Regions from separate parts of the Mus musculus genome. Here all the other regions are linked to region 3. A link is a contact called in public Hi-C and promoter capture Hi-C data. All regions are on one chromosome and are shown on one strand. Each heading gives the region's core, a stretch centred on a gene start, on an enhancer-like site or on the middle of the called end of the contact. The rest is flanking DNA. Distances are from core to core; before and after follow the strand shown.

Region 1 (3,117 bases), core at 193-2,692, 1.4 Mb before region 3:
AATGAGAGTAGCCTGTTTGATAAACACATAATGAAATGTTGTACAGTCAACTCAGGCAGATTACGCTCTTGTCAACTGGAAGATCCTGTTATATGGCCTCTGTAGAGCTCCCAGCCATGAAAATAACAATGATTTCTAAAGGCATAGCAAGATCCTAAGCAGACCAGCAATTTCACCTTATTCTTAGAATTGATGAAATAAAAAAATCCATGTATTGCTGCTGCCTTTAATCAGGGGAATATACTGACTGGCCAGGTGCAATCCTCAGCTAGATATTTCAAGAATCTGCCTGGAGCCCTTTATTTAGATGATGGCATAAGTAATCCTAGGCTCTCTTCCCACATCTCCAAATCTATAACTCAAGTGTGCCCTGTAATCCTGAGAAGGAAGTGAGTCTGATTTCCCCTCTTTTACAGAGAACACTGGGGATCAGAGAGGTTAAGCACAGTGAGCCAGGGGTCAACCTAAATCCACCACTTCCTTCAACACCCAGCTCAAAGCTCACCTTCTTCTGAGAAGCCATTAGCCCAGCACTTCTCTGAGCAACCTGCTACTCCAGAACACCACTGCTCTTCTCCATTCTGTCTGCGACATCATTGGGTGTTGTCCAAGTTTCTCTGTGATCTTCTGCATGTGCTCTCATTCTCCCACTAGATTGTAAGCTCCAAGTGGGCACAGTTTGTCCTGTCTTTTCCTTGTGTTGCCACCACATGACTAATAAATGTCTAACCAAGCAAGAGAACAGATTCTTCAGTCCTTTCTTCGTCTATGAACTCCTAGGTCTTTAGGGACGGAGCTAAACAATTGGTTGGTCAGTGTGTAGACCCCATTGAACCAGAAACGGGTAATTAAGAGCACTTTCCTTGGGAGATCTTGCTTCTGTAAGCCAGTACAGTGCTCCCCTTGAGGATGTCATTTCTGATATCCAAAAACAAAGGGACATGTGCCCAAGTACTCAACAACCGTGAGGCATCCCATCTAGGTAACCTTCCTGGCTACCATTTGCCATTAACACCTGAAATAATTTGATTTCTGTTTTGTCTCCTGCAGTCCCTGAAGTCACCCCGGCTAACGTCAGTGGTGGTGGAGGCAGCAAATCTGAACTGGTTATAACCTGGGAGGTAAATCCATCACAGAACCAAAGGGACATGAATTTATCTGGGCTGTTTTGCTATTTCCCTCCATATGACAAGGAGCCAGGAACTGTTCCCCTCTGTTTCCAAGAAATCTATTAATGGCTGTCAGGAAGTAAAAGTGCTTGGCCACCCATTGTTGAAGCAAGTTTTAGTTTGACTGCTCACAGGGGGAAAAAAATCATGAAAGAGAAGATAACACAGGTTTTTAAAAAAAAAACAAAACAATAAGGAAGTCTGGTTCTGAGAAGACCAGTCTTTCTTTTCTTTCTGAATTGCTGCATGGTCAATTGATTTAAAACATCTGCTAGCTATAGACTGAGCGTCCCAGAACAATTTCCTGGCAGTTGGCTTTGCTTCTGGGCTGTGAGGTATTTCTTTAAACAACCTGGAGGAAGGTTAGTGACCAATTTATTAAAAATTGATTTTGAGAGAGGAGGTGGAAGCTTCAGAAAAGGCTTGAAATGTGTTCCAAAGATTTTAGACAATGTCCCCTGAAATAAAAAGCCTTTCATTCACCCAGAGCCCCAGCAGAGCAAGAAAAGAAATCCCCCACTACCCCTGCCTCCTAGCCGAGCTCAGAGCCTCGTAGGGGCAGGATCTTGCCTGAACAGAGATGGCCCTCTTTTGTGAATTCGTTCATCTATTTGACACCCAAGGAAAATGATTACTGGATGGTGTGTGATGGAAGGGCTTCTCTTTTCTTTTCTTTTTCTTTCTTTCTTTTTTTTTTAACTTTGTTTTGTTTTTGTTTTCGTTTTTGTTTTTGTTTTAATCAACTGTGTGGTTACTTGAACATTATTGGTTGAGTTGAGTCCAGGTTACCAGAACCCAACTCTCCAGAGCTGACCTTCATTTCATTTTCAAGGCTCTGGTATCACATGAATACCTGAGGCTGGTAAAGGATAGCCCTAAGTTTAAAATGTGCCGGCAAGTAAAACCCAATTTCAATTGGTGAGGCATAGTCTTTAGCAGTTGAATCACCCGAAGCAAGAACTGGGGAGTCCCCTTTAATATTTGAATCAAACTATTGTGCTTTCTGAGTACAACCTCCCTTCCTCCCCCCAGACAGTCCCTGAGGAATTACAGAATGGCAGAGGCTTTGGTTACGTGGTTGCCTTCCGGCCACATGGCAAAATGATCTGGATGCTGACCGTGCTGGCTTCAGCTGATGCCTCCAGATACGTGTTCAGGAATGAGAGTGTGCGTCCATTCTCTCCCTTTGAGGTTAAAGTGGGTGTCTTCAATAACAAAGGGGAAGGCCCTTTCAGTCCCACCACGCTGGTGTATTCTGCTGAAGAAGGTATGGTTCATGCTACCTCGATATTTCTTCAATTCTAAATGGTGTTCCTTTCAGGATATACCATCAACTTATAACAGACATATAAATCAAAAGGATAGCTTCATTGCAGACAAGTATACTATAAATCATTGGCTCGCTATCTACCATATGCTGTGTGTGTGTGTGTGTGTGTGTGTGTGTGTGTGTCTGCCTCTCTGTGTCTCTCTCCTTCTCTCCCTCTCTCTGTCTCTCTTTGTGTGTCTCTTGCTGTCTCTCTTTGTCTCTGTGTCTCTGTCTCTGTGTCTGTCTGTCTGTCTGTCTGTCTGTCTCTCTCTCTCTCTCTCTCACACACACACACACACACACACACACACACACACACACACACACACACTCTCTGACCATGTGTGTACACTCCAGTAATCCCAGAATATGGGCGTTTGAAGCACATTAGCTAGTTTGAGACCAGCCTGGGGTACATATTTTAATCTGTTTCCAAAACAAGAAAACTCATTAACAACTCAATCATATGTGAAAACACATGGCTCTCCACCAAATCATTACATTGTTAAGGAACAACCAAGGTTGCAAATGCCCTGTGTTATCTTCAGATATATTTTTCTATGTGTCTATTATCAATCTATTGATACATAAATACCCTGTACCTGTGTGCTATCATTATTTTAAAAGAATCATATTTTT
Region 2 (2,919 bases), core at 240-2,739, 1.3 Mb before region 3:
CTGTCTCTGCATTTCTTTCTCTCTGCATGCATGTGCTCTCTCTTTCTCTACTTAACTCCCCTGTCTCCCTGTCTGCATCTCCATTTCCCTAGGCTCCTCCTGTGAGCTAAGTGAATCTTCCTTCCCAGATCTGCCTCCAATAAACCTGCCTCCATATTCTCAATTAAGCTTGAATTGGCTTGTTTCGACGGCAGAAAAAAAAATATTGATGAAAAGGCGCACACACACATGCACTGGCGTATCACACACGGAGAGACACAAAATGAGTGTCATGCACAGCATGAAACATTTAGACAAAAACTGCCTGCAGAGGTCAATGTAAACATCTCCAGTGCTTGGCCTACATGGAGCCTGAGCAGGCCAAGAACTAGTAAAATGAAACCTCTCTGCAGCAGTCTACAGCGCAAGCAAGGTCTGCCCTCTTGTCTCAGTTTCTCTGACTGGAGCACAATAATTGGGATGAGAACATCAGTCAGCATTCACAGGTATAAAGGTAGTCTTGCTGCTGAATCCTAGGCCATTACCAGGTTTGAGCATCTCCCTCTCCCTCTCTTCCCTTTCCCTCCCCCCTCCCCCTCCCTCTCCCCCTCTCCCTCCTCCCTTCCTCTCCCTCTGCTCCCTCTCCCTCTGCTCCCTCTCCCTCTCCCTCTCCCTCTCTCTTTATCCCTCTCCCTCTCTCTTTATCCCTCTCCCTCTCTCTTTAGCCCTCTCTCTCTTCCTATCTTTCTATTAACAAATGATATTTGGGGAGATATCCTAAATACTGTGAATAAACTTATCTTGCACAGAGCCAGGGATAGAGTCCTTCCTTGGCCTAAGTATTAAGCATGGAAGATTGATTGATATGGCCACCAAGAGAAGTAGCTATACCTGAAATTTAAAAATGAAATAAAATAAAAATCCTTGGTAGTATGGAACAGAGCCTAAAAGCTTAATGCAACCTTACCTTCAAGATGGTAGACCAGTCCCACAGAGCCAAGGTGGTCTGGCCTGAGGCTTATCAGGCAAGATCCAGCCAACCTTGAAACCACAGAAGCCTGAGTCAAAGAAGCAGTTTGACTCAACTGCTATGTCTGCCCAGCTGAAATCCCCCACTTGTAAAGAAAATTCCAAAGTGGCAGCTGTGACAGTAGACGAAGCGGGGTTTCCCTTGCTGCTGATGGCTCACCTATTTTTCTTTCCAAGCATTTCCCCTCTGTCTTGACCCGGAGCTTTCCTTCTCTTACCTTGTAAAACTCTAAAGGGACAGACTTCTTTTGAAAGCGCAGAGAAAGTGAAACTGACCCTTTCCTCGTACCTGTTTCCCTTTCTTCTTCCCTATTCTGCTTTGTATCTTGTCTCACAACAGTTTGGAAATTTAAGAAGAAAGGATGAGAACAGACGAGAAAGACAGAGAAGGGCAAACAGACAGACGATGAAGGGAGCTGCTCGAAATCTACAGGCACAGAGGAAAGAAGGGGCCACAGCTGGAGCTTGAGTTCCTTTGATAGACTGTGGACCATGAAGGAAGTACATTCAGTGATCTTCAAGATAACACCATCTCCTCCCCGCCCTTGAGTCTATAAGCTTCAGGGAGAGGGAAATTGCTTTGCACTTCTGTCATGAACACCAAGTCAAAGAATAAAAGTCCTCCTTCCATCCTGCACGCATGCCTGTGTGTCGCAGCTGTTGTAGTAATTATTTAATCTCAGTTGGGATATTTCTACCCTGCCTTTGATCATTCAGTTCCCAGATAAAAGATGCAAAACTTTTATATTTATAATAATCCTTTAAATAGCACTAGAGCTGGACAGATATCTACCCTCGAAGCTATTAGTATCTACTTCCCAATCAATAATTCCATGATAAGACTTGCTATGTTTTTGCTTGGCTGCTTTTATTCCGACTGGCCAGCCCTCATGGTGAGCTTTCAGAATCCCTTAGCCCATGGCATCTTCTCATCTTTCCCTTGTTCTGCCCTCCTCTCTACCATTTCAGGTTCTCTGTAACCATATATCTAAAAACTTGCCTATTTCTAATCTCTCCAGTATTTGGCTGTAGCCATTTTTATTTAACTGATAGTTTTAAATTAAGAAACAATGTTTGCACAACAAACGCTGGTAAACATGAGATTTCACTCGTAGGCACAGAGCTTCAGGTACAGTATTTAGCGATTTTAGCATTACAATGCATAACAACAGATCACAACTAAACATGCCACATTGGTTTTTGCTTAGCTCTGATACCCACCCCAGGACACATATTACCCTGCACACTCACACACACACACACACACACACACACACACACACACACATATATACACACCCTGGCTCACACCATAGCAGGAAAGTGAAGGCCAGAATCAAGTGAAGGCTATGAGCAGCATGTCTTTGTTGCTGAAGGATTTGTTCCAGTAGATAGCAGCAGTCACCCTGAAAATGGTGTCCACACTGCTGACTGAGCCATGTGAAAACTGGGGTGACTGAGTCTTGTTCTGCTCCCAGGTTAAGTGCCACTCATCTTAAGCCTAAACAAAGCCTTTTAGAAGAACACATTTTCACTCACTTCTAATAATACCAGGTCCTGAGTGGCAGATACAGCCTTCACTGAGAGTGGAGAAAGCTCGTTGTTCACATGAAGCAATGGTTCTCCACCTTTATAATGCTATGACACTTTAATACAGTTCTTCATATTGTGGGTAACCTTCAACCATAAAATCTTTTCACTGCATCTCATAACTGTAGTTTTACTACTGCTATGAATTGTAATGTAAGTATCTGATATGCAAAATAGCTGATTTGTGACCTGGGAGGGAGTCATGGCCCACAGGTTAAGAACCACTGTTGAGTCCAGTGATTTTCAGTCTAATCTCTTACCAAAAAACAGGTCCGATCCTAGCCAGGGTCAAAGCTACAAATAAATGCAGCCAACATTCTC
Region 3 (3,113 bases), core at 513-3,012:
GGTCATGCACCTGACCTGGCTATGCCAAAGGCTGAAGGAGGAGGATCCGTTAAACCTACACATCGAGTACAGGCCTTGGCAAAATATCAAGATCCTATCTCAAAATAATGATAACTTCTGGATCCTGGTTGTCTAGTTAATGTTTCTATTGCTGCAACAAAACCCCATGACAGACGATAAATCAAGATAGAGTCACTTGTCACCAAGCTGAAACTAACCTGTCTATGTAACCTTTTGCAGAAATAAAGAACTAAAGAGATAACAGACAAATATCCCAGGATAATAAAATTCCTCTGCCTTAATCTTAGCACACAAACATTACTCTGGTGCTAAGCAATGATTTATTTTCCTACTGTTCTGTATTCCTGCCCATGCCTTACAGGGATAGAGTAACTATGAAAGGACCATTCTTCTTTTGTTTATTGCTTCTGCTTTTCCATCTCTTCTCTTCCTATACAACCAATGCTACGCTCAGAAAATCAGAATGCTTATTCTACCTTACAGGGTGAAATGTTGTCCTTTTTCTAGAATTGAAAATAAAGCCAATTAAGACATTTAGATGCAGTGGTTCATGCAAGTAGTCCTAATAATCAAGAGGATGGAGAGTTCAAAACCACACTGGGTTTCATACTAATAACCTGTCTTGAAACAAATCTAGCTAAATACACACACACACACACACACACACACACACACACACACACACACACCTAAGTATATAGAATATATTTATTTATGCACACATACATTTGTAATTTTTTTCTCTAAAACACAAAGATGAAAAACCTAAGATCCTGCATTTTGTAAAGCTGCCCCGTTTGTATGGATCTGTAACAATTCCAGAAGCTAGAGTAATTTGGTGACTTTCATAGATAACTCAGGAACAGCCTACCTGCAAGCTACTCATCAACTACTCCCTTCTTCCTCTGAAACCTCTAAGAAGAAATGCCTGCTCTGCCGTGAAGGCCCTTTGTCTGCCTGTCTGTCTGTTTGCCTGTGTCATCAATGTATCTTCTAATGAATCTCTTATAAGGACAATCTATTTCAGTGTCCCCCTTTAGCCTCCAAACTTTTGGTCAACAAGAGTGGATGCCCTGTGGGACCCTATTATCACAGAAAGCAGTGAAGATAGAAAATTAGAAGAAGAGGAGGAGGAGGAAGAGGAGAAGGAGGGGGAGGAGGAGAAGAAGGAGGAGGAGGGGATAGAGGGAGAATAAGAAAAAGAAGCAAGACAAGCAAAATGGGGAGATTTGGCAATGTTAACATTTTCCACCAGATACAGAAACTCTGGCGTGATCAGTGAGTGACTCTACTCAAAACAGGTTTTTGTTGTTTTGTATAATGGGACAAGGTGAGCTTACAAGGAGAGGACCTTATCAAAAACAAATTCTGTGCCAGTCACCCAACTTCTCCGCGGGTTCTAGATCTTTATATTCTCTGGACTGTATTTTCTCCCTCAGCTTAGACGATACATTTCCAAACACCTACTAAACCCTCAAAGGCTGAACAAACAACCAGGCTTCACAAGGTTCCCCAGAAAAAAACGAAAACATTTCAAGTTCTCCAAATTTTGTACCTTTTGTGGTTCTGAAATTATCAGCTATGTATCTAGTTTAAAACAGTGGGATCCAGAGGAAAAGCACCCCAACGACGCTGAGGGAGGTATCTCCCTCACCTGCAGCCTGTTGGGACGGAAAACTACAACTCCCATGAGGAAGTAGGGCCGCAGAATCCACAACTCCCAGCATCCTCCCGGAGGCCCAAAATGGTCAGGCGAGTAGTCGAAGCGAGACCATAAATGTCTGCGGAAGGTGTGGAGAAGCTTTCTCTCGAGATAGCAGCATCTGAGGAGGAATCTGTAGCCCCGACAGAACAACAAGATGTAGCGTGCGGCCTGGAGAACTTGCCTGTGAGCTTGTGGCCTTTGGGGGCGGAGCCCAGGCCTAAACCTTTCCAGGTAGAGGCAGGGCTAAGTGGCTGAAAGGGCTGGGGGTGGTGCCCTTTTCTTTGGGGGCGGAGCCAGAGGGCGGCGCTAGAGGGCTGTCCCTTTCCCCCGGGGGCGGGGCCAGTGCCCTTTATATGGGGGCGGAGCTAGAAAGCAGCTCACCGATCTTAGGGGCGGTGCTAAAGGGCCTGTCTATTTCCCTTCTCTCCCCAGGCGGGGCCAGCGCTGTTCTAGACTGGGTTGGAGGGATGTCCTGTAGCCCCACAGGGGCTGACTACAAGACTCCTCTTAATTCTCACCAAGGGGAGCCTGCACCCTTCCATGTTGGGGCGGAGATAGAGGCCTGCGGACAGCCTCCATGGAAGGAACCAGAGAGCTGCTTATATCTTGAGTAGTTGAGGCCAATGCCCATGTAGAGCCAGGTCTAAAGAGCTGGGGGGAGTAGGAAGCTGGGGGGGGGGGGGGTGAGTAGGAAGGGGATTGTTTCACACTTCGCTGCAGAGCAGAATTCCAGGGCTACTCACTGCCCCCGGGGGCGCTAGAGCTCTTTCCTAGAAGCCAAGAAAGAGAGACACATAGCTCCCCCACGTGGTAGTAATTGTCAAATTGGCTGTAACAACAGGCTTCTTCCCCCCCACACACACACACACACCCCACCCCACCCCCGATATTTTTATTTTTTTTTTATTAGCACACGGGGTATCTAGTTTAACTATGGCATTTTTAAAATGTTCATTAGCAAATGTTGATTATACATAATAATGAGTTTTGTGATGACATTTTTCCACATATGCACAGAAGGTGTTTTGATGATATGCACCACCACCCTCTCTGGTCCCTCACCCTCTCCCAGTAATCCTTCACCTTCCTGGCTAGTGCCCCTTTTATCTTTCATCTCGCTGTGGTGAGTGTGTGTGTGTGTGTGTGTGTGTGTGTGTGTGTGTAGGAGACAGAGAGCCAATGAGTTTCATCAAGGTTGTTTACTGGAACTGCAGTCTTCTTGACGTCTTACTATTATTTACTCTTTGAGAATCCCATACAATATGTTTGTCATCCTTTTTCCCTCCCCCAAATCCTCACAGATCCTTGCCCACCTCGCAATCTACCCAATTTCATGTTCTTTCTCTCTCGAGGGGGAAATAAGCTGTTGGTCTGAAAGAAAAGTTCT
Region 4 (2,856 bases), core at 10-2,509, 1.3 Mb before region 3:
AAGATCCACATAGATGCTTCCTCGTTGGTGGACATACCTGACTATGGATGATCCCTTCAGTTCCACAGGTTCTCAACGTTAGAAGTCGAGAACCACCACTGCCTGTTGTATCTAGCTTTCCATCATAGCCCCAGCACGTATCACCCTGTCAGGTCCAGGGCACATGCCTATCAGTCTTGGTCCAGAGAAGAATAGGGACAAGTCATTACTCAGCCCTTGTGAGGCAAGGCAAGTCTGTTCAACATCAACAAAGGGATGGCTTAGATCAGCTGTGAGGCTGTGTGGGCAATGCCTGGCAAGACTGGCTTCTTGCATGCATTACTTAAAAATTTCCCCACATTGCATGTTAAGTACTGTTAAACAAATGAGACAGTTTGATTTCCAAATCTTGATTATATTTCAAAATATAAATGTTTAATAATCAACTACATATATTTATCACCAGCCAACTATTGAAGAGACCATATGAACATACAGAAATAATAGGTAATGAAGTGTTCAAAATTATAATCCACTGAATTATCGTTTTTTCTGGCCTTCCTCTCTTTCTTTCTTCCTTCTTTCCTTTCTCTCTCTCTCTCTCTCTCTCTCTCTCTCTCTCTCTCTCCCTCTCTCTCTCTCTCTCTCTTTCTTCTTTCTCTCGATTCCTTTCCATCCATGCTTTTTGTGTATCTGGAATATATATCTTCCTGGTTTTAGGTACCTAACTAGTGAGCATAAAGCCAAGTGAGACATCTCATAAGCTTTTTGTACATTTTAGATAAAATAAAAATCACAGATACCAAAGATATTTCAGCAGAAAGCAGAAAAAAATAACTTCAGTTTATGACATCACTACCTTATTGTTGTTTGTCTCTAAATTTGTAACTCTTGAAATTAACTCTGAAACTTATTCTGACTATATCTAACTAGATCTATAGCCTATTTTCTAAACTCGTATATTTTTTTAAGAAGTCTTGTCATTAGATATATACTTCTTTTAATAAACTGTCAACAGCAGGAGGAAACAAATGTCTTCTATTTCCAGGGGTTTTGGCAAAACACAAGACATTACTTTAACAGGACTCACCTTGGTACAAATGAACACATTAGATACAGAGCCATCAACAAAAATAGAACTGCATACCGGGACCTGTCCAGTGAGCTTCTTCTAGTTTGGTATCCCCAGCGTTAGCTCTGTCTCTGCTGATAACAGGGCTACACAGTGTTCTGTTTCCTCTTTTTTCTATTGAAACATTTTCTGTGTTTACCAATTATTTCTCTTTTCCTGTCCCTCCTTTTGGTGAGGGTCCTGGGCGTGTCTCCAGCCTAGTCATAGAAAAAGGTATTTATCTGCCCTACCAACCCTACAGTGAGTCAAACGTTTGATTCCTGGTTACTAAGAAGTACAGTGGCTGCCGAGCTCTGAGCCTGCAGCTGTGCATCTACTCTCTGGGTGCACTGGTGTTTGACTTTAAGGCGGGTTCTTTACTCTTTCATCATCAGAACTGTCATGGTTAAGAAGACACCTGCAGTTTCTCTTACAATGGAAAGACCACACAACTGCTCTTTGGAAGAAGATTCCCAAGAGAGCAACCCATTAGAGAGGGCCCACACTAGAGTCTTAGTGATCATACTGTTCACTGACAAAGGCTTGCCTCCTTCATATACCACAATCTGAGAACTCTGCGAGCTTTAGCCTGGTGTGTGTGTGTGTGTGTATGTGTGTGTGTGTGTGTGTGTGTGTGTGTGTGTGTGTGTGTGTGTGTTGCACGCAAGTGTGTGCTTGCATATAAGCAAAGATACTGTGTCTGGTCAATATCCCAACAGGAGGCTTGTGAGTTGATAGGTCACAGGGCCTGACACATGGGCAGGTTCCTCCACCCTGATTTTGAAGTGCATTTCTGAGACTCCTGACTTCTGCTTTGTTATGAAGCTCTGAACCCTTAAGTGAACATGTAGAGAGAGAATTGCCTAGGAGTCTAGCTCTAATAAATTGCTAGGGTCTATCTAGCCTGACCCAGCTCATCCGTCATCAGCCCTGACAGTGACAGTCTCCAAGGCACACTCCACATACTACTCCCGTGTCATCTTCCAGTGCCCAGTGTGGCAACCTAGCCTTATTGTTGTTCTTCAGTTGATACAGATGCTCTTGGAGTCTCCTGCCCTTTGCTTTTCTCTGGGTGTTTTAGTCTGAGGATTTTCATGCTGAGTGACTAGCAGAGCAGGTATTTTCCCCCCTTTAATTATGGCTTAGAGCAATGGTTCTAACCCCAACCATAAAATTATTCCCTTGTTACTTCATAACTGTAATGTTGCTACTGTTCCAAATCATAATACAGATATCTGATATGCAAGATATCTGATATGTGACCCCTGTTGTGGGAGTCATGTCCCACAGGTGTACAAAGCACTGGCTTAGGGTGAGAGTACATGAGAACTGTGTTCAGTGCTTTCTTATTTGAGCCAGATAGTAGTAACTACCTCTCAAAGACCTGGTGCAGGACTCCTAGTCCCCAGAGAAGCCAGCAGAGAAGTCTTTCAGAGAAGAGGGGGCAGACATAGAGAAGCCATTGTGGAGGCTAAATCAGTGTTTCTGTTTGTGAGATGATAAATGATGAGTCCCCTGAAAAAAGTTGCTGCGGGGCTCAGTGTCCGCTCGCACGGTGTAAGTACAGTGCTGTGTCTGTGCCCGGGGTTCCCAAGGTAACCGTTTGAAAGAGAAGCCAAAATGAAACCAGATCAATCGTTGTTTGATGACCCAAACAATGTGATCTTCCTTGGGGAAAGAAGAAGTGAAACAAGAAGCAGAAAAAACTCCTGCTCTTTGCTGAGAGCTGTCCAGGAAAGGTTAGACAGAGTTTCAGCCATCTGGCC
Region 5 (2,820 bases), core at 17-2,516, 1.4 Mb before region 3:
AATGCTCTCTTATTTTGTAGCATGAGATGCAGTAAATGCCCCCCCCCAACCAAGACTGTATTTCTTTAATCAGCAAAGAGCTCACAGTGCCTTATTTTTGTGTTGCTTATGATGTGAACCACTCTATTTTATTGAGATTAATGAGACTCTTTGGGAACCCTTTTGCCCAGTGACTCATGGGGGAATTACTGATGTGTTGTAAGTGAAAGAAACACACTTATAATTCCTCCTTCCTCAACAGAAAAAAATATCTAATCATTACTTGATGTAAATGTGTATGAATCTTTTTTTTTAATGTTCCATCACAATCGAAGGGATGTCATGGAGTGGTTCTAATTATACTTTAACTTAAAGATGTTCTTTTATTTAATTTGTCATTGAGAAGCATTTTTGAATATCCTTTTAGATTGTCATTTCTTTTAAACCATGAAGAAAGCTTGGAAAAGAAAATGTCAAACCGAGGTGATATATTTAGCCAATTCTCCACCCCATTCCTAGTTACTTACTTGCTAGTCTGATTTAAAAAGAGTATTCTTATTGATCATAGAGGCTTGTAGACCTTCAGAAAATTCTTTGCATTTAGAAAGACATCCCAGCAGAGAGACCCCATGACTCCAACACTGTGCAATTCTAAAAGCAAGAGGTGTGCTTTCCCTGGTGGCATACAAGAGTAAGAGTAAGTGGGTGTACGAGTATGAATGATTTTCAGACAAGTTATAACTTCTTCTTAAAAACAAACAACTTGATCACAATAGTTGAGCCAAGACTTTAGAGACAACCAACTGTGTTGGGGTGTCCTTCAAACAATTCTATTCTTGTAGTAAGTAAACACTCTCTGCTCCACATTGGAACCCGGAAAATTCACTAACCTTGATAATCACAAGAGTGATTGCTGTACAACAAACTTGCCACCCTCGGTTGGCTGGTGACATTTCTATTTCTGCCAGTCACTCTTATTAAACAGCTCTCTTTTGTATTTATTTTCTCAGCTCCTTGATAATGGACCATAAGTATTCTCTCAGAGGTGATTTACAAATTGCTTTACAAAGGAGTCTCCAGTTTCTATTCAGCCTGACTGGGGTGTTTTGTTTTATATCTCATTGCTCAGAGAACCAAGGCACCAATTAAACACCTGGATTCAGGAAAGGGTTTACACACTGCTGCCCTCTTTAGGTCACCAGGTTGAAAAAACCTATAGGACAGTGAGTGTCCTGCACTCCTCCTCAGGCCCCTCTGCCCCCCACCCCCACCCCGCATGCAATGCCTGTCATGCAAATGAGGGCAATTCTGATCAGTCAGCATTCCTTTCTTGCTTGTCTAAGGAACCTTCTCTTTGCTTTTCATTGGGCAGCTTTCATTTTGTCCTTTTGATGTTTATGGCTTTCGAGGAGTGGAGCAACTGTCGGAGCCGGGCAGAGTTAGGAGAGCTTTACTCAAAGGGAGTCTTTAATTGGTTACCATGTGGTGAATGAAGGTGATCTAGATTTGTAGGCTAGCCTTGCTCAGGTAAAATGGAGAATCTGCTGCCAAAGAGGCAGAAGACCCTACATCCTTTGGGGGAGGGCTGTACTCTTTCTGATTCAGGATTCCACTGTAGAGATATTTTCTTTTCTTTCTTGTGATGTGATCATGTCTCTGTTTTCTACAGGTTGGGGTGGGAGCATGGAATTTGTACCTGTAAATAGCAATAATAAAACAAAGTGAAAAAGGAAAACTTGCATGGATTTCTCAAGGAATACTTTCATACTTCATCCATCTCATGTGCCCTTTCAGTTCTCCATCAGAAGGGGTTATTTCCTCTAAGTAGCTCTAAGAGAGTAGTGCAAATTAAGCATGTGCATGGGTGCTCTGTGTGTGTGTGTGTGTGTGTGTGTGTGTGTGTGTGTGTGTGTGTATACACTCAACATGCTCATTTTTACTGACATCATCTTATACAACACAAACGACACATGCTCAAGAGTTAGTGTGAGTGTTACAGTGTAGAATATAAGACAGTGGCCAAGTAGTGGCACAGTCCTGTTATTTTAACACTCTAGAAGCTGAGGCAAAAGGGCAGTACCAGTGCAGGCCAGGCTGTATAGAAGAACACTATTCCAAAAACGAAAGAAAGAAAGAAAGAAAGAAAGAAAGAAAGAGAGAGAGAGAGAGAGAGAGAGAGAGAGAGAGAGAGAGAGAGAGAGAGAGAGAGAAAGGGAGAAAGAAAGAAAGAAAGAAAGAAAGAAAGAAAGAAAGAAAGAAAGAAAGAAAGAAAGAAAGAAGAAAGAAAGAAAGAAAGAGAGAAAGAAAGAGGGAGGGAAAGAGGGAGGGAGGGAGGGAGGAAGGAAGGAAGGAAGGAAGGAAGGAAGGAAGGAAGGAAGGAAGGAAGGAAGGAAGGAAGGAAGGAAGGAAGAGAGGAAGAAAGACCATACAAATAATGACCCAACAGAGTTCAATAATTAGAAAATGAATTCTGTTTCATTTATTTAAGGATGAATAGGTCTCTAAAAGCTAAGTATATTTTAAGCCCCTGAGAATAAGTATTTATTTGTATATCAACTCATTGTTTAAATTTTAGTGGAATAGTCAATTCTGTTTATTCTTTAGAATAAGTATTGTAAAAGGTCAGTTTTTTAGTAGTACCTGCTCTCCAATTAGTGTTAACCGTCTTTTAAGTTTTAGTGTTTGGTGGTGCATTTTATTCTACTTTTCTTCTCATGTAGATATGTGTGTACATGCATTCATTCATTATGCATGTTCTCAAGTGCATGGATGCACATGTTTGCAAGCACATGCATTTGTGTGTGTGTATGTGTGTGTGTGTGTGTGTGTGTGTGTGTGTGT
Region 6 (3,159 bases), core at 246-2,745, 1.3 Mb before region 3:
ATATGCAGCTAGAGTCAAGAGCTCCGGGGTACTGGTTAGTTCATAGTGTTGTTCCACCTATAGGGTTGCAGATCCCTTTAGCTTCTTTGGTACTTTCTCTAGCTCCTTCATTGGGGGCCATGTGATCCATCCAATAGCCGACTGTGAGCATCCACTTCTATGTTTGCTAGGCCCAGGCATACTCTGACAAGAGACAGCTATATCAGGGTCCTTTCAGCATAATCTTGCTAGTGTATGCAATGGTGTCAGCATTTGGAAGCTGATTATGGGATGGATCCCCGGATATGGTAGTGTCTACATGGTCCATCCTTTTATCTCAGCTCCAAACTTTGTCTCTGTAACTCCTTCCAAGGGTGTTTTGCTCCCACTTCTAAGGAGGGGCATAGTGTTCACACTTCAGTCTTCATTTTTCTTGAGTTTCATGTGTTTAGGAAATTGTATCTTATATCTTGGGTATCTTAGGTTTTGGGCTAATATCCACTTATCAGTGAGTACATATTGTGTGAGTTCCTTTGTGAATGTGTTACCTCACTCAGGATGATGCCCTCCAGGTCCATCCATTTGGCCAGGAATTTCATAAATTCATTCTTTTTAATAGCTGAGTAGTACTCCATTGTGTAATTTTAACCTTAATTTTCTGAGTGACTGTATAAAACACAAGAGCTCTTTTGTGTCTCTAGGGTGACTTAATGGCTCTTCTTTTAGGGTCTGTTGGTATGGGAGTTACCTCAACTGGTTTCTGAACATTAACTCCAACTTTAATTCATGACATTTATTCCCAAACTTATGGACAAATCCTCTGGATGTCGTGCAATTCAGTTTGTTAATATTTTTTTTTGTTATTTGTTGATATTAATTGGAGATTGTTAAACATCCTGTCTTACGTCAGTGCAGTTCTCTCTCTCTCTCTCTTTAATAGAATTTATCCAAATATCTACTTAAGTGTGCAGGGCCATGGGATCTGAGATTCAGGCTTTGGACTCCATTATCGGTGTTTGTGAATCTTGAATGGGATAGTTAGTCTGTCGTTTAAAAAATTAGATACCCATGACCCCTGAAGTTAAGAGGCAGGGTGACAGAAAACACAGAAATACTATGGCGTATGCGTTTTTCAAGGAAAACTAGGAAGGTTAAGGAAGTTTAAGCCACAGGTTTGTCTTTTTATTCTCTGCCAATCTCTCCACTATGCATAGGACTGAATAAAATCAAAGTTCTTCCTGTTGCCGGTGGCGAAGTTTACGAAAAGCTGTTAACTGCTAAGATAAAGCAAGTCGACCCCATCTCAAGCACCAAGACAAGAACCTTGATTGCTTTCTCTATCTAAAGCCCGAAAAAACAAAACAAAACAAAAAACAAACAAAAAAAAAAACCCCACTGCCTGTCATGCGCGCAGGCGCAGGAGGAACTGGCTCCACTTAGTAAAGCCTAGCCCCGCCCAGAGGAAGTGGGTGGGACCCTCAGTGGCTTCTCATTCGCTGCGGCTCTTCGTGCGTGCTGACGTCACTGGTCCGCGACCCGGAAGTGCGCGTGCGGCCCGGGCAGCAGGCGGGTAAGCGGGTCTTCGGAGTAGGAGCGCCACGTTTCTAAGACACCTTGGCGACCTGGCTGTGCAGCGTGCGTCTGAACGCGTCCTTGGGAGATGGCGGGAGGTGGAGGCTGCTCCCTACTCTAGGCAACGCCCGGTCTCTCTTCATTGAGCCGTGGGCGGCGGTCGTATCTCAGGGCCGGTTCCCCGCAGTTTTCCAGAGTTAGGGGAGAAAGTCGCTATCTCAGATACGCGACCGGCTTGAGCGTCGCTGTCCTCGCGGCGCGCTACTTTTCTTGGGGCCCTTTAAGAGCTCCCACCTCTTAGAGGTCGGGCATGCGGCGAGAATTGCTGAGGCAACCCCGCAGAGTTCCAACTTGGCATGCTGTAACCTTGAGGCCGACCCTGGGTAGGGGAGGAGGGTGGTGAGCACGTGCAACTGATGTGTTTTTTGGAAACCTGCTGTTGCTGCCGATCTAATATTTTATTTTCTGGCACTCCAAATCCCTCCTGCTTCCCATATAGTAATCATAGCAAGAGTACTTGGGTAGCTGCCACCGAAGTGGTTTAGCGTTCCTGAAAGGATCACTTTCATTTCGGACAGCGTTTGTTGGCCCTCCTTTTGAAGTGTAATTGGCGTTACCTGTGTGTTTGCGCCTTAGATGTGTGATTGGCGACTTGTCTCCAGATGCAGAGCGTCCTGTATCCTTGGCACAGGCAGGTCCTGAGGTGTAGTTGGAGTAGATTGTGCCTTCTGAAGCGATACCTGTTTACAATGAAGTTGCAGTCCCCAGAATTCCAGTCCCTTTTCACCGAAGGATTGAAGAGCCTGACAGGTGAGAAGTTAAGATTGTCCTCTGGGCTTTGGAGTTGTTAACTGCAGAAAAGGACGAGGCAGACATCTTTCTGTCAGTGTTGGGATATTTTTGTAGCGCCAATGAAAGACAGGCCAACTTGGGGTATATTGAGAATGGTGGGAAGTTGACTGCAGCATGAAGCACAACTTTTCTGTGTCCTCCAAGAAATTCCATTTACCATACATTATGTAATGAGACCCAAGAGCTTTAGATATGTGTTCTGAACAGAAGAGAACACGTGCTTGGGAAGTGAAGTGCCTGTCTGTTTCTGTAATTGAAGGAGCTGGGTTTTAAATTATAGAGTCTGATGTCATCTGATTTGTTAACAACGAAGCTCTGTTTTCCTTTGTTGTATTGCTCTCTGAGAGAACAGAAGGAAATAGATTTTTTTCCCTCTTTTTCTGTGTGTGCACCTAAAAAGCCTGTAAATCTAAATATAGAACTGCAATTTAAAACCTGCTGATATATTTAAAAAAATTGGCTTCCAGGAGTATAGTGTGTGGTTGTGTAAACCACCTCAGAGACGGACATGCACTTGAGGTGCCTTGTTATTCCTGGGATGACCAGGGTGCTTGTTCTGTGTTGAGCTCAGAAGGCTACTTACAGGAGTCAATAGTCTCTACTGTGTGTGTTCCAGGAATGCAACTCAGGTTGTCAGTCTTGGTGACAAAGACTTTTACTCAGACACCTCCTAGACCCTTGAAGTACTTTTAAATCAAACAGTGGGATTCTGCTGACTCTCTTTGCTTTGTTTTTACTCCATAAATTATGTTGAAG
Region 7 (3,097 bases), core at 382-2,881, 1.1 Mb before region 3:
GAATCTGGGAAGCCCGATGAGTATGTTAGGAGGTTAGACATTCATAGACAGGCTTTAGTTAGAGAGCTTGCCATTTCCTCTACAGTAGCTGGAAGAAAAAAGCTGCTGCAAACCTAACAACTACACAAGACAATACATATGAAGACTTAATACTATACTTATCACATAGCACATGCTTAATAAATCCTATATGCGTTCAATAAGAAGTGGCCCAACTGATCAGTTGGGAAATTTTGCACTGAAAATCAGCTCTTAATTTTATCTGTGGGTCATTTTGCTGTTCTTGTACATGAATGTTAGGTATGCATTGTACTCTTTTAGATCACTGGCTTGAAAAGCACAACTATATTTCTTTAAAAGTAAATTAATTATATGTTTGTGTCCAGATTTACCAGATTAAAATCTATGTTTTTAATAATCCTTGGTATGATTTTTTTTTATGATTGGCCCAGGGAGTGGCACTATTAGGAGATGTAGCCTTGTTGCAGTAAGTGTGTTTCTGTGGGCATGGGTTTTAATACACTCATCCTAGCTGCCTGGAAGCCAGTCTTCTCCTAGAGGCCTGCAGATGAAGATGTAGAATTCTCAGCTCCTTCTTGCACCATGACTGCTTCCACCTTGATGATAATGGACTGAACCCCTGAACCTGTAAGCCAGCCCCAATTAAAATGTTATCCTTATAAGAGTTGCCTTGGTCATGGTGTCTATTCACAGCAGTAAAACCCTAAAACAGAAGTTGCTTCCTCCTTGGTGATAATGGGCTGAGTCTCTGATCCTGTAAGCCAGTCCCAATTAAATGTTGCCTTGGTCATGGTGTCTGTTCACAGTAGGCAAACCCTAACTAAGACAAGGACTGTATGCCATTATTCAAAATAGCTGTCAATACAATACAGTCTAAAAGTGGATAGGCATGGTATGCCCACTATATATATTCATTCACACACTTTCAGTCAACATGTTGTGTGTGCCAAACACATTTTAGCATTGTAGTGGTATATGGGAGCAAAACAGTGGTCCTATCTAGACCCTGTCCTTTTAAAAACTTAATAGGCAACTAGGGCAGGAGAGATGGCTCAGCAGTTAAGAACACTTGCAATATAATAAGAAGGACCAGAGTTAGGAATCCCAACACTCACAAAATAAGCCAGGCATTCCCTTTTCTGGCTTTTAAGTTCAGTCTCTCTGTTTCTCTCTGTCTCTCATACATGCACACACACATGCACACATATGTACATACAGAGAAATACTCTAAAAGGAACACAATTATCATAGAGGCACTCGAGGTATCAGAAATTCACATATTAAGGAGCATACTCCTGGTTCCCTGTTCTTTCCACTCACCTGTCTACATTTGTCTTGTCACACTGTGGCTGAGAACACAGAGCAGTAATCATTCAAATGTGTCCTAGACCTCCATGGGAGAGTTACATGTTTTCTTTTGAAAAGAACAAAGCTGTTTAAGGTAAACAGCATAATAGCGAACCAATATAAATAGTACAGGATGTACCAGATGCTAGTGGCACATTAAAAAAAGCTTTAATCAGCTCAAATGAATACTCACGGGAAACAATTTAGGGGCTTACTGCAGCCGAGCAGATGGGCCACATTAACTACAACCAGCCCTGTCTGAATCCCAGTGGGTCTATTACTCAGGACCCGGAAGCCCTTTCAGTACCCCATGTATCTGCCCTTCAGCTCTGGTTCTGTCTCTTTGCATCAGTTTCAAGTCAGACAATGCAAACCACTAGTTTTTGTTGGCTTGCTCCTTTCTTGTTTTGTTTTTGTTTGCAATTACTCTATTTTAGCTGTAATGCTACATGTTTGAAATAAGTTCAACTTTGATCCTCATAGCAACCTACTGAGATAACTCTGCGCAGTTCTCATATCAGAGGGATGGACCTGAGGCTTTGAGAGGGTCATCCAAACGGATCAGCAGCATTTTGGTGAGATATAACTGACTTTGATCTCAATACTTAGGTTTTGAGTCACTATCCTACTTGACCTTTGTGAGTCACTTAACATAGGAGAGTGCTTCTAAGTTTTTTATTTATTATTATTATTATTATTATTATTATTATTATTATTATTATTATTTTCATGTGATGTATGTGTGTGTGCGACTGTAAAGTATGTACATGGAGGCCAGAGGACAACATTCTGGAGCCAACCCTATCCTTCTTCTATCTTTATGGACATTCCATTCCAACCTTTGAACTTGACTCAGCAGATTGGTAAGCAAACATCTGTACCTTATGAGCAATCTTGCCAGCCCAAGAGTCTTAGGGTTTTACTGCTGTGAACTGACATCATGACCAAGGCAACTCTTATAAGGAAAACATTTAACTGGGGTTGGTTTACAGGATCAGTCTATTATCATGAAGGGGAGCATGGCAGTGTCCCCAACAAGGCCACATGTCCTAATAGTGTCACTCCTTGGGCCAAGCATATATAAAGGATCACAGTCATCATTTCACACATAATGGAGTTAACAGACATTGATGTTAAAAAAACAAATTTAACAAACAAATAAAAAATGAATAGCTAACCTTTGTGAAAGTTGAGTATAAACAAAGAAGGAGGTTTTCAATACCAAGCAAGGTTTTCTATCATCAGTACAACCATCTGGAATCAGTACACATACTATGTTCATTTTTTTTTCTTTTTCTTTTTCTTTTCTTTTCATATAAACATGCAGTTTATAGACAGGCAGCCTAACCTGAAATTTCATCATGTCCCAGCACTGGAGTTAAAGATAAGTACAGGGAACCGAATTCAGGGCCTCTGCAAGAACAGTAATTGGTCTAAGGATTGAGCTGTCTCTCCAGCCCCTGAAGTTGTTGTTACTTTTGACAAATGTTGCTGTTCCTTGTTCTAACAGTCATTTTACTGAATAGAGATATCTTATTTACGCTACCCACTGCTAGCCACTTGCTTCTGGGTTTTTGCTATCCGAAGCTATTCAGCAGAAACATTCTTTCTCTTGGAAATGTGGGTTAATATGTCTGTGTGGTGATTGTCAGCAAACAGCACCTGCCATAGAGTTTGCCTTACTATCCAGACCTAACAACTTGCGGGGACCCTCTGAAGCTTCTCAGCT

The links. Promoter capture Hi-C pulls out the DNA fragments that hold promoters and counts their contacts. Hi-C and Micro-C count contacts between places; a contact is called where the count stands out from the background.
Region 1: a contact with region 3 is called in a promoter capture Hi-C map of second pharyngeal arch cranial neural crest, with 9 times the contacts expected there. The contact joins the enhancer-like site here to the promoter of Setmar in region 3. A contact is called at or near these places in 15 of 39 promoter capture datasets (the 3T3-L1 cell line, 3T3-L1-derived adipocytes, the C10 cell line and 9 more), 2 of 15 datasets of contacts at CTCF or cohesin (large pre-B cells and pro-B cells), 6 of 484 Hi-C or Micro-C datasets (the 3T3-L1 cell line, the HPC-7 cell line, cranial neural crest and 2 more), 3 of 115 datasets of contacts at active chromatin or transcription factors (astrocytes, large pre-B cells and stem cell-derived neural progenitor cells) and 1 of 9 other capture datasets (embryonic stem cells).
Region 2: a contact with region 3 is called in a promoter capture Hi-C map of the HPC-7 cell line, with 11 times the contacts expected there. The contact joins the enhancer-like site here to the promoter of Setmar in region 3. A contact is called at or near these places in 10 of 39 promoter capture datasets (3T3-L1-derived adipocytes, the C10 cell line, the HPC-7 cell line and 6 more), 5 of 115 datasets of contacts at active chromatin or transcription factors (the 230-238 cell line, astrocytes, embryonic stem cells and 2 more) and 1 of 9 other capture datasets (embryonic stem cells).
Region 4: a Hi-C map of B cells shows a contact between it and region 3, with 14 read pairs. The contact joins the promoter of Il5ra here to the promoter of Setmar in region 3. A contact is called at or near these places in 9 of 39 promoter capture datasets (the C10 cell line, the HPC-7 cell line, cranial neural crest and 5 more), 1 of 484 Hi-C or Micro-C datasets (B cells) and 5 of 115 datasets of contacts at active chromatin or transcription factors (the 230-238 cell line, astrocytes, large pre-B cells and 2 more).
Region 5: a contact with region 3 is called in a promoter capture Hi-C map of stem cell-derived epiblast-like cells, with 5 times the contacts expected there. The contact joins the enhancer-like site here to the promoter of Setmar in region 3. A contact is called at or near these places in 4 of 39 promoter capture datasets (the 3T3-L1 cell line, embryonic stem cells, liver and 1 more) and 3 of 115 datasets of contacts at active chromatin or transcription factors (embryonic stem cells, large pre-B cells and stem cell-derived neural progenitor cells).
Region 6: a contact with region 3 is called in a promoter capture Hi-C map of liver, with 6 times the contacts expected there. The contact joins the promoter of Trnt1 here to the promoter of Setmar in region 3. A contact is called at or near these places in 14 of 39 promoter capture datasets (the C10 cell line, the HPC-7 cell line, HPC-7-derived erythroid cells and 12 more), 1 of 484 Hi-C or Micro-C datasets (B cells), 12 of 115 datasets of contacts at active chromatin or transcription factors (the 230-238 cell line, embryonic forebrain, embryonic limb bud and 6 more) and 3 of 9 other capture datasets (embryonic stem cells, liver and macrophages).
Region 7: a promoter capture Hi-C map of second pharyngeal arch cranial neural crest shows a contact between it and region 3, with 6 times the contacts expected there. The contact joins the enhancer-like site here to the promoter of Setmar in region 3. A contact is called at or near these places in 9 of 39 promoter capture datasets (the 3T3-L1 cell line, the HPC-7 cell line, cranial neural crest and 5 more), 2 of 115 datasets of contacts at active chromatin or transcription factors (astrocytes and embryonic stem cells) and 2 of 9 other capture datasets (embryonic stem cells and pancreatic islet).

The regions. Positions count from the first base shown.
Region 1 is chr6:106,673,534-106,676,650 of GRCm38.p6, forward strand. Cntn4 (contactin 4) reads left to right here. Exons shown (of 26, transcript NM_001109749.1): 20 at 1,051-1,121; 21 at 2,202-2,436. Among named protein-coding and RNA genes, the nearest start is that of Il5ra, 74 kb to the right of the region's middle. Within about 2 kb of position 1,443, at least 2 of the 459 cell types and tissues checked have an H3K27ac peak or open chromatin away from gene starts, as enhancers often do. A contact at or near this core is called in second pharyngeal arch cranial neural crest, where this site is marked.
Region 2 is chr6:106,724,757-106,727,675 of GRCm38.p6, forward strand. The region is part of intron 10 of Il5ra (interleukin 5 receptor, alpha); the gene reads right to left. Among named protein-coding and RNA genes, the nearest start is that of Il5ra, 23 kb to the right of the region's middle. Within about 2 kb of position 1,490, at least 37 of the 459 cell types and tissues checked have an H3K27ac peak or open chromatin away from gene starts, as enhancers often do. A contact at or near this core is called in the 230-238 cell line, the HPC-7 cell line and trophoblast stem cells, where this site is marked.
Region 3 is chr6:108,063,283-108,066,395 of GRCm38.p6, forward strand. Setmar (SET domain without mariner transposase fusion) reads left to right here and starts at 1,763. Exons shown (of 2, transcript NM_178391.4): 1 at 1,763-1,957. The coding sequence starts at 1,799.
Region 4 is chr6:106,747,778-106,750,633 of GRCm38.p6, forward strand. It overlaps Il5ra (interleukin 5 receptor, alpha), which reads right to left and starts at 1,260. Exons shown (of 13, transcript NM_008370.2): 1 at 1,070-1,260.
Region 5 is chr6:106,645,890-106,648,709 of GRCm38.p6, forward strand. All of the region lies in intron 15 of Cntn4 (contactin 4), which reads left to right. Among named protein-coding and RNA genes, the nearest start is that of Il5ra, 100 kb to the right of the region's middle. Within about 2 kb of position 1,267, at least 7 of the 459 cell types and tissues checked have an H3K27ac peak or open chromatin away from gene starts, as enhancers often do. A contact at or near this core is called in stem cell-derived epiblast-like cells, where this site is marked.
Region 6 is chr6:106,767,643-106,770,801 of GRCm38.p6, forward strand. It overlaps Trnt1 (tRNA nucleotidyl transferase, CCA-adding, 1), which reads left to right and starts at 1,496. Exons shown (of 9, transcript NM_001242358.1): 1 at 1,496-1,614; 2 at 2,188-2,361. The coding sequence starts at 2,214.
Region 7 is chr6:107,009,365-107,012,461 of GRCm38.p6, forward strand. No RefSeq gene overlaps it. Among named protein-coding and RNA genes, the nearest start is that of Gm22418, 9.5 kb to the left of the region's middle. Within about 2 kb of position 1,632, at least 2 of the 459 cell types and tissues checked have an H3K27ac peak or open chromatin away from gene starts, as enhancers often do. A contact at or near this core is called in second pharyngeal arch cranial neural crest, where this site is marked.